Regions from separate parts of the Mus musculus genome. Here all the other regions are linked to region 2. Evidence: chromatin contacts called from public ChIA-PET and HiChIP or PLAC-seq data. All regions are on one chromosome and are shown on one strand. The core of a region is the stretch at or near the end of the contact, and the rest is flanking DNA. Distances in the headings are between cores, read along the strand shown. Region 1 holds the start of 4930519D14Rik (RIKEN cDNA 4930519D14 gene). Region 2 overlaps Exoc2 (exocyst complex component 2). Region 3 holds the start of Exoc2 (exocyst complex component 2).

Region 1 (2,700 bases), core at 53-2,552, 220 kb after region 2:
GAAAGAGAGGCCCATTGGTTGTGCAAACTTTATATGCCTCAGTACAGGGGAACGCCAGGGCCAAGAAGTAGGAGTGGGTAGGTAGGGGAGTGGGTGGGGAAGCATGTGGGGGACTTTTGGGATAGCATTGGAAATGTAAATGAAATAAATACCCAATAAAAAGTGAAAAAAATAAATCTAAAAAAATAATAAAATAAAAATAAAAAAACATAATCACAGGTCCTATAAAAATAAATGAAATAATTCTTAATTTTAAAATATGTGAATAAATGCCGTGACTAGACACTTTAAAAAAAAAAGGAAAAATGGCTATTATAATCAATTCAGTAAAAATTCCAAGAGTTATACATATGTAGGGAAGGAATTAGGAATTATAAGGTAATCTTACAAAATTGTTAGAACTGTTCTTTCACGAAGTAATGTTGGATACAAGTTGGTAAACCATCGAATCACCCATCACAAGGACAGTGTGCAGTGTGCCATCTGAAGTCCTCCTGTTAGAAACAAGGATGGAATATGGATGGGAACATCAATACTCGGCAGCATGTTTGCAGTGGTAACCACGGTAGGTGTTTATCAAGCTCTGTGGACAAAAGAAAGAGTATTTGTATTTTGTTCTATGATAAACCTCCAGTTCAGGGCTGTATTGTACGACAAAAGTTGTCCCAAGGAGATGCAACACACAAGTCTGCTCACCCCAGAGAGGAAACTCATGACAAACCAAAAACAAATACCAACCAAGTCCAACTTGGTGAACCAGTGAGTTTTGTTGGGGGTTATTCACAGAAATAAGGTTGAAGGAGTTAATTACAGGAGCAGAAAAAAAAACACAAATACAAACTGCATCACCAAATCCCACAGTAGCATAGATAACCCTGGGAACCTGGATCACACAGCACACCCTGTCTGCAGGGAGCTCAGTAAGTTGGGTTGTAGCTCTGGACTTGAATCTCTTCCAGACAACTGGTCTGGTCTCAGAGTCTTCTCTGCAGCTTGTCCTGTCTGAGAGTTACTCTCAGCTTTTTATTATGCTGACACAGACTAGTGAATCTGGTCAGTTTCAGGGCTGAAGCTATTTTTGAGTTGCTTACCTCCCTGTTTAAAAAGGCTCCCTGAATGATGGAATGTTTCAATATCAGAAGAAACTGTTACCCAAGAGGGTGAAACTTTGAAGCTAGAAGCTTAAAAGTAATGCAAAGGCCACATAAGCCGATAACCCTCTAGAAGCTTCTAGAAGCACCGAAGTGCCACAGAGGCATACGATTTCCTACCTTTAACAGTTATGCCTGAAGCCTGGGTGACCTGTAGTCCAACGATAATGGGAATGGGGATGAGTTAACTCAGGGTCAAAGGAAATTACCAAAAAAGAAAAACATAGAAGTGGTATATCTGGGAAGGCAGGCCTCCGTTGCCTTGGACTCTGTGAGAGTGGTTGCCATGGCACCAGCAGTCAACAGGCTTCTTGTGACCCCTCAGAGCCAGTAGGTCTCAAATGAACTTGGCTCTTGGATATGAGCACATGCTTGAAATGAGGGGAGGGTGAGAAGGCAGACCTGAGAGGGCGTGTCTATGCCATAGGGAGAAAAAAACACTCAAAGAGAAGCCTGCTCCAGACTCAGAAAAGCCAGACCATTGCACTTTCTGTCCACATGGCTTCCAAGGCAGAAACCAAGCTTCCATATGCCTATGACAGTTCTTTCCAGAAAATCCTTCAGTTTCCTCAGAAACCCAGATTCCCAGGACCTGGTATAGATGCACCAACAGGGCAAAGATCTGGCTTGGTGAGGTTGTGCTTGTGGTTATCCTTTCAATGCCTTGGTTGTCCACCTGGCTTAATAGACTCTGATCATCTCTTATCATATGAAATGTATAAATAATTTGACCTCTCGCTCTCTGTTCTCCCCAGTGAGAAGTTTCTTTTTGTAAAGTGACTAACCATACTTCTTCACACTTGTCTCTGTGTGGGTGGGCACCCTGTCCTGGTCCTGGTCAGTTTAAACAAGGTAAGTTTCTTTTCTGCCCTTTGATGTCAGGAAGGAAAAAAAAAAACTGAGAAACCAAGAGACAGAGAGAGAGACAGAGAAAGAACATGCCTGAGAGAGACAGAAAGAGAAAGAGGCATAAATGGAAACAACTACTGAGGGGAGGGGGTGAGAGTGAGAGAGACACTGAGAGAGAAGAGAGAGAGCACTCGGAGGGAAAGCAACTCGTTCTAGGAAAGTGTCCAAACTCTTCTTCCTTCCTTTTAACTTTTGTTTATGAAAGGGAAGATCTTGGTGCTCACTCATCCCAGGTTTCTAAGGTGAGAACTGTTGCTTTTGGGCCTATCTGGGTTCACTGTGGACATGGGTAGGCCACACAGAAAGGAAGGGGGAGGCACTTTTGAAGAAAGATATGAGTCCCTGGCTAAGGAATGGAAGACAACTTACTGACAGTGGGAAACTCGGAAGAATGTGTTCCCAAGTGTCCGTGTGTCAGAAAAACGCAGCTCCAGCTCCCAAGCTGATCCGAGAATGCTCTCCACATTTCTGCTTCTATCCAGGCACCATCCATGGTATAGGATCCAGTGTCACAGAAACAGAAGGGGCGAGGGAAAGGGTCAGCAGTGCTTTGGACCAAAAAACAAATTCTAGGTGCTTGGGCAGAACAAGGGATAGCCTTTACCTCCATCCCGTTTGTTCCCCTCCAAGGCTCGCTCTC
Region 2 (2,700 bases), core at 75-2,574:
GAAAGCAAGCTTCTTGTGAGGACAAAGAGCAGCTCAGGGGCTGGAGTGAAATAGCCACTTGAATCCACATGTGTGAAGGAAGATTGCATCGTAAAGAGTCAGAAACAGAATCCCGTGTATGAAATGAGGAGCTGAGCCCTCCTCTATCCTCTTGCTCCCCTTGGATTGTGTGTCTTGTCCTCAGAACCATCTCCGAAAGCTGTTATCGAAGCTCTACAAATAAAGGCTCAGGCAGGTAGACAGCCCCTGGGGAGCCAGAGGCTCACTCAGATCCACCACCCTGCCCTTTCTACGTAACCTCTGTCTTCTGCCATTGGATCCACCAGTGCAGAAGCAGCACTTTGTGTCTTTAATACTCTCAGCAGATTAGTGGCTTGTGCAAAAACATAGGACTCTAGAGACAGACACTTGTACCTGGATTCTTACTGTGGAAATGGGGCTTGACTAATTCACAACTGTTGACTTCTAGTTTTCACATGACCAAACTTTTTAATATCTAGATTGATCCTTTGATTTAATGACTAAAGTTACAACAGTGGGCCACTCCTTCATATGAAAGATTAGTCTATGGAGCTGGATGTTGAGGATGAGGCTCACACCCAGTTCTTTCTCTGCCCCACAGTTGGTTCCAGTGCTGGGGCACCTCACTACAGCTCACTGCTCTCATAAGCCCGAGAGCAGCTCTGCACCTTCTGCACACGGGTGCCAGGCCATGGGCGGGCTCCTCACATGGGCGGGCTCCTCACATGGGTGGGCTCCTCACATGGGTGGGCTCCTCACATGGGCGGGCTCCTCACATGGGCGGGCTCCTCACATGGGCGGGCTCCTCACATGGGCATGCTCCTCACATGGGCATGCTCCTCACATGGGCATGCTCCTCACATGGGCATGCTCCTCACAGCTGACGTGTTTTCCAGAGTCCACAGCTCAGTAGCCTGCTACCCAGCAGTGCTTCCAGCCCAAGCGTCAGGTTTCAATCTTACAATCTTACTGAAATAATATTTTCTTTAAACTGGCCTCCTTGAGATTTTGAAAATTGAACAGTTCCTATTTATGCAATATTATGTTCAGAGTGGTAGTTTACAGTGTGAATAAAAACTCTCATTTGCATGGAGAGAGTGAATCTTTTTTGTTGTTACTTTCACTTTTCCAGTTAAGACTGCTTTCTAATGAAAGGCTTGATGAGGGGATGAGAGAGGGGTGTGTGTGAGTGTGTGTGTGTGTTGGTGTGTTAATGTTGTGTGTGTGTGTAGTTAGTTGAGACAGAGTAGTTTTAATGTGTCAGTTCGTGTTAATTCTGTCTCCTTTGAAGGCTGAAGTTCAGGATGTCAGGGTTATGAGGAACTGGCTGACTCGTGCGCTAATGCTGCAGACTGTTCTGTGACATGCGCTGTTGATGTGATCCATGGTTCCTGTAACACATCACGTAAACTGCTGAGGAGAGGCTGGGGACTTGCGTCCCCCTTGCCTATTTCTAAGTCTTGAAAGCTGTTTTTCTAAACAGCTTTTAATAATAAGGCAGTTTATTGATACTAAGTTCCACTGAATTTTATTTATATGTATATAAAAGTAAACCATGAACTCATTAGTATTTTCATTGCTGGTAATACTTTGTTTTCTAAAGAGTAGAGTTTTCCTATGAAATCCACCATAGTGATCAGTAGGACCACATTTTGATACAGGAAAAGTCCTGGTATAGAAAACAGCACTATAGAGGCAGAAGTTATTATTCACACACTCACAGTAGGGCCACCTTGCCCCTGAGGATACAAGTCAGTATGGGAATGTACACCAAAACAGGGAGACCTGTACTTCCAACAGAAATTTGCTTTCTCCATTACAACAAAAGCTAATTGTATTATGTGATATTTAGGCTTCTTTGTCTGTTATGCCAATACTGATAAAGTTTCTGACTATCTTTAAAAAAAAAAAAAAAAAACAGGCAGTATGTGTCTTTAGAGTATAGTTGAATAGATAGTTTACTTAAAAAGAAAAAAAAAAAAAAAAAACAGCCCAGGCTTCTTTCATGTAATGTTTCAGTTTGACAATTTTAAAAAGTACATTGTGGGATATTTATAGTATTTTTCGATCTATTTTTGTCAGTAGACTAGGAGTGCTAACTGATTTAGGGCACAGGGGTTAAAAACAGGAAATGTGGTGTACGAAGTAGGTTGTCTCCAGACTTTCCAATTTCTTGAAGTATTACCTACCGGGGAGTGCCGGGTTTCAAAACAACACTAGCAGAGAACTTTGAGTTTGTCCATAGAGAAGCAATGTCTGTTGTGCCAGGAAGTGGTTCACGGGAAGGAAGGTCTGCATTCTTGGTATGGCTTCACATGGTACGGCATGCTTTCTGTAACTCCTTTTGAGACTCCAGACAGGCAGAGGAGTGAAAGGCTTGGCTTCGTCCACCTTTACATTTTGCTTAAAATGCTACTTGATTTTTTTTTCAATGAAAAGTTTTGTCAAATTGCTGTTTAAAAGTTTTCAATGAACTGTTGAGTTGGGACATGTTGTAGCACCAGGCAACCCATGGTTAAAATGCATGGAGAAGCAAGACCTCTGTTTCCTGTGGCCTTTTGAATGACAGCTTGGCAGAATCTACCAAGACTGAAAACCCTCCAACGCAGCAGTTCCACCTCTAGGTTATCCTATTAAAATAAAATGAGCTAGGTGATACATCCCTGTAGTCCCAGCACT
Region 3 (2,700 bases), core at 66-2,565, 140 kb before region 2:
CCTGACAAATGGCATGTCACTGAGACCTGAAGGGTTTTGTTTCACAGTGAAAGGCTCCGTGACTGCCAGAGATTTCTTACAGTATTTCCTTAGGACCTCTGCTGCCAAGTCTCTTGCTCACGAATAAAGAGTGTTCCCTTGATCTTCAAAATGGATGGTCTGGAAACACTTTGACGTATCTTCTCACAAATAGGAGAGAAAAATGAAGCCATACAATATCTCTTAATTCATAGTGCCTGTACGACACCCTCTTCAGTGTATGTACTGAATGAAGCATAAGGTATGCTTCACAGAAAGATATCTGAAAAAAAAATAGCTTAGGCCAGTGGCTCTTAACCCCCCTGGGGGAATGATCTTCACGCAGGGGTTGTTTAAGACCATCGGAAAACAGATATTTACATTGCCTTCATAACAGTAGTAAAATTACAGCTATGAAGTAGCAACATAATAATTTTATGGTTGGGGGTCACCACGATATGGGGAACTGTATTAAAGGGTCTCAGCATTAGAAAGGTTAGGCTGTTATTGGTCTTAGATAATGGGCACCCCGTAGCTACTTCTCTCCACAGTCATGGCAACACAACCACAGGTAGACCCTATGCTTCTGCCATTATCCTCTGCTGAAGATCACTGTCCTTCGTTCCTGCTACAGAGGAAGCCACAGGGATATGTCTGCTTCAGTTCAGCTGGCCATCTCCAGAGTCCACAGGAGGGTACCTTCAAACCTTAGGGCTTATGGGCTGTAGATAGCAGTCGTTTCTATAATATGGGGGTCTTGTGAGTTTGCAAATCAATTTGCCACTCAGACCCTTGGGACCCCAAAGCTCTGACCTGTGAGAAATCTTAATAAGGCGGGCACTCCTGGCTAGATGCAGTCCTTTGACTGAGGTTTGCCTCTTGACCTGGTGCTGATCCCTGACCGCTGTGGACTCTTGGGCAACATCTACTGTGACTCTAACCGACTGTATCCTCTTTACCCCTCCCCTCTTTTTCCTCCCCGAATTCCACCCTTCCACTTTCTCCCTCTCCTCCTTTCTGCTTCCCTCCTTCTTTTCTCCCTTTCCCATCAATTCCTCTTCTCCTTTCCACCTCTCCACCCTTCTCTCCTCCTCCCTCCCCACTTTCCCTTTCTTCCCTCTCTGTCCACTTCCATGCCGTCGATATCCTCTAACTTCCCTTCTCCATAGTCTGGTCCTCCTTCTATTCCTTCCCCTCTGGGAAGAGGCGGTCCATCCAGCACTCGGTGCTCGGCTAGGCGGCGGATCGACGCGCTCGGCGCTCGCGGCGTGCGGAAGTGCGGCCCTAGTGCTGGCTGCGGCGGCCTGGAACCGGTTGGCTGGGACCTGACACCGCCTGCAAGCTGCAGGTGAGTGTCGCGTCCTGGGTGAGGACGCCCCGGGTCCGGAGTGGAATTCCGCGGTGGCACGGGACCGTCGGGGCTGGGCGACCTGGGGAGGCGCGGTGAGGGACCCGGGGCGCGGGGCTGAGTGTGGGAGCCGCGGGCCGAGCCTTCCCCACCCGCCTCCGCGCAGGCCGCCGGGCTGGACCCGGAGGAGCGGCTGGTGTGCAGGGTCTGCTTGGAATCTGTTTAAGTCCCCCGCGCTAACGTGGACGGGAAGCTTGAATGGTTTCCTTTACTACTCTGGGAGCAGCAAGTGCGGGTTCAGCCACACCTCCATTCGGCCATTTGAATGCCTTACACTAAAAACACTAATGGCAACTGGTTATCTCTCTACTAACTTTGTTTATAAAGCTTAGCTTGTGATGGCCCAGGCTTGGTAACAGATTCCCCCAATGGCAAGGAACTGAAAGTCAAAACAAGAATGATCTAAGTGTGAACAATTTGTGATTCGAAAGGTGACAGAAAGACGCTGATGTGTGCTTGCCTCTTACATGTTCTCTTTTGTTTGACACAGTAGACAGTATTTTTAAGCAGGGGAACCTCTGTTTGTTGGAAACAATTTTTGGAGTTATTAGAAAGTAGTCCTTTTTTTTTCTTTTTCAATTATTTAATTTACTGTACCAGACATTTTGAACTATTACCTTCCAAAAGGTGATACCTTGAAGATTACATTCAAAACATTTGTAAAGGCTGTATTCTAGTATGGGGCTTCTTCAACTTTTGCCACCAAAAATTTATAAAGAATTTCCATGGTTTTATATGTAAGTTTATAAAATAGGTAGACAATCTATGTATTCACTATCTGTAAATCACAAAGCTTTTTATTTTAGGACAATTTTTGTATACATCAAACTTACCATTTATTAAAGATGAAAGCATAGAGTTGGATAACTCGGTTCTTTTCACATACATAGTTAAGTCTTGGTTTAATATTTGTAACTACGGGACACTGAGCATCTTCAGGGCTTTCCAGAGCTGATTGATTATTTTAATTTTCTAATCATCGGTAGGAAGAGCAGTTCTACATACAAATACATAGTACACAGTGGTAGAAGGACAGTTAGAAACATTTTGGAGATTGTTGCAAATTTGTCCTTACTCCCAAGCCGAATCCATTGGTGATCTTTTAGAACTTCAAATCAGCAACGTAAAAACCAGTTTTTCAGATTAAAATTCGGACACAACACGATTTAAAGACCCAATCACTTGGTGATTACATGCTGAAGAATGCCAGTAGGGAAATGTGAATAGTCTTTGTTTTCTGTAATAAAACCATTTTTCTCCTTTAAGAACAGAAC

The links. ChIA-PET counts read pairs in DNA pulled down with a chosen protein or histone mark. HiChIP or PLAC-seq counts read pairs in DNA pulled down with a chosen protein or histone mark.
Region 1: a BATF HiChIP or PLAC-seq map of CD8 T cells shows a contact between it and region 2, with 31 read pairs. The contact joins the promoter of 4930519D14Rik here to the enhancer-like site in region 2. A contact is called at or near these places in 2 of 484 Hi-C or Micro-C datasets (the HPC-7 cell line and bone marrow-derived macrophages) and 6 of 115 datasets of contacts at active chromatin or transcription factors (the 230-238 cell line, CD8 T cells, bone marrow-derived macrophages and 3 more).
Region 3: an RNA polymerase II ChIA-PET map of effector CD8 T cells shows a contact between it and region 2, with 87 read pairs. The contact joins the promoter of Exoc2 here to the enhancer-like site in region 2. A contact is called at or near these places in 7 of 484 Hi-C or Micro-C datasets (CD4 T cells, CD8 T cells, the HPC-7 cell line and 4 more), 2 of 115 datasets of contacts at active chromatin or transcription factors (the 230-238 cell line and effector CD8 T cells) and 2 of 9 other capture datasets (liver and pancreatic islet).

The regions. Positions count from the first base shown.
Region 1 is chr13:30,613,645-30,616,344 of GRCm38.p6, reverse strand. 4930519D14Rik (RIKEN cDNA 4930519D14 gene) reads right to left here and starts at 1,302. Exons shown (of 4, transcript NR_045975.1): 1 at 1,272-1,302; 2 at 389-583. It overlaps Gm35109 (a long non-coding RNA gene), which reads left to right and starts at 1,470. Exons shown (of 4, transcript XR_001780836.2): 1 at 1,470-1,781; 2 at 1,907-2,003.
Region 2 is chr13:30,833,180-30,835,879 of GRCm38.p6, reverse strand. The region is part of intron 23 of Exoc2 (exocyst complex component 2); the gene reads left to right. Among named protein-coding and RNA genes, the nearest start is that of Irf4, 85 kb to the right of the region's middle. Within about 2 kb of position 1,324, at least 87 of the 459 cell types and tissues checked have an H3K27ac peak or open chromatin away from gene starts, as enhancers often do. A contact at or near this core is called in the 230-238 cell line, CD8 T cells, the HPC-7 cell line and 7 more, where this site is marked.
Region 3 is chr13:30,972,662-30,975,361 of GRCm38.p6, reverse strand. Exoc2 (exocyst complex component 2) reads left to right here and starts at 1,315. Exons shown (of 28, transcript NM_025588.2): 1 at 1,315-1,366.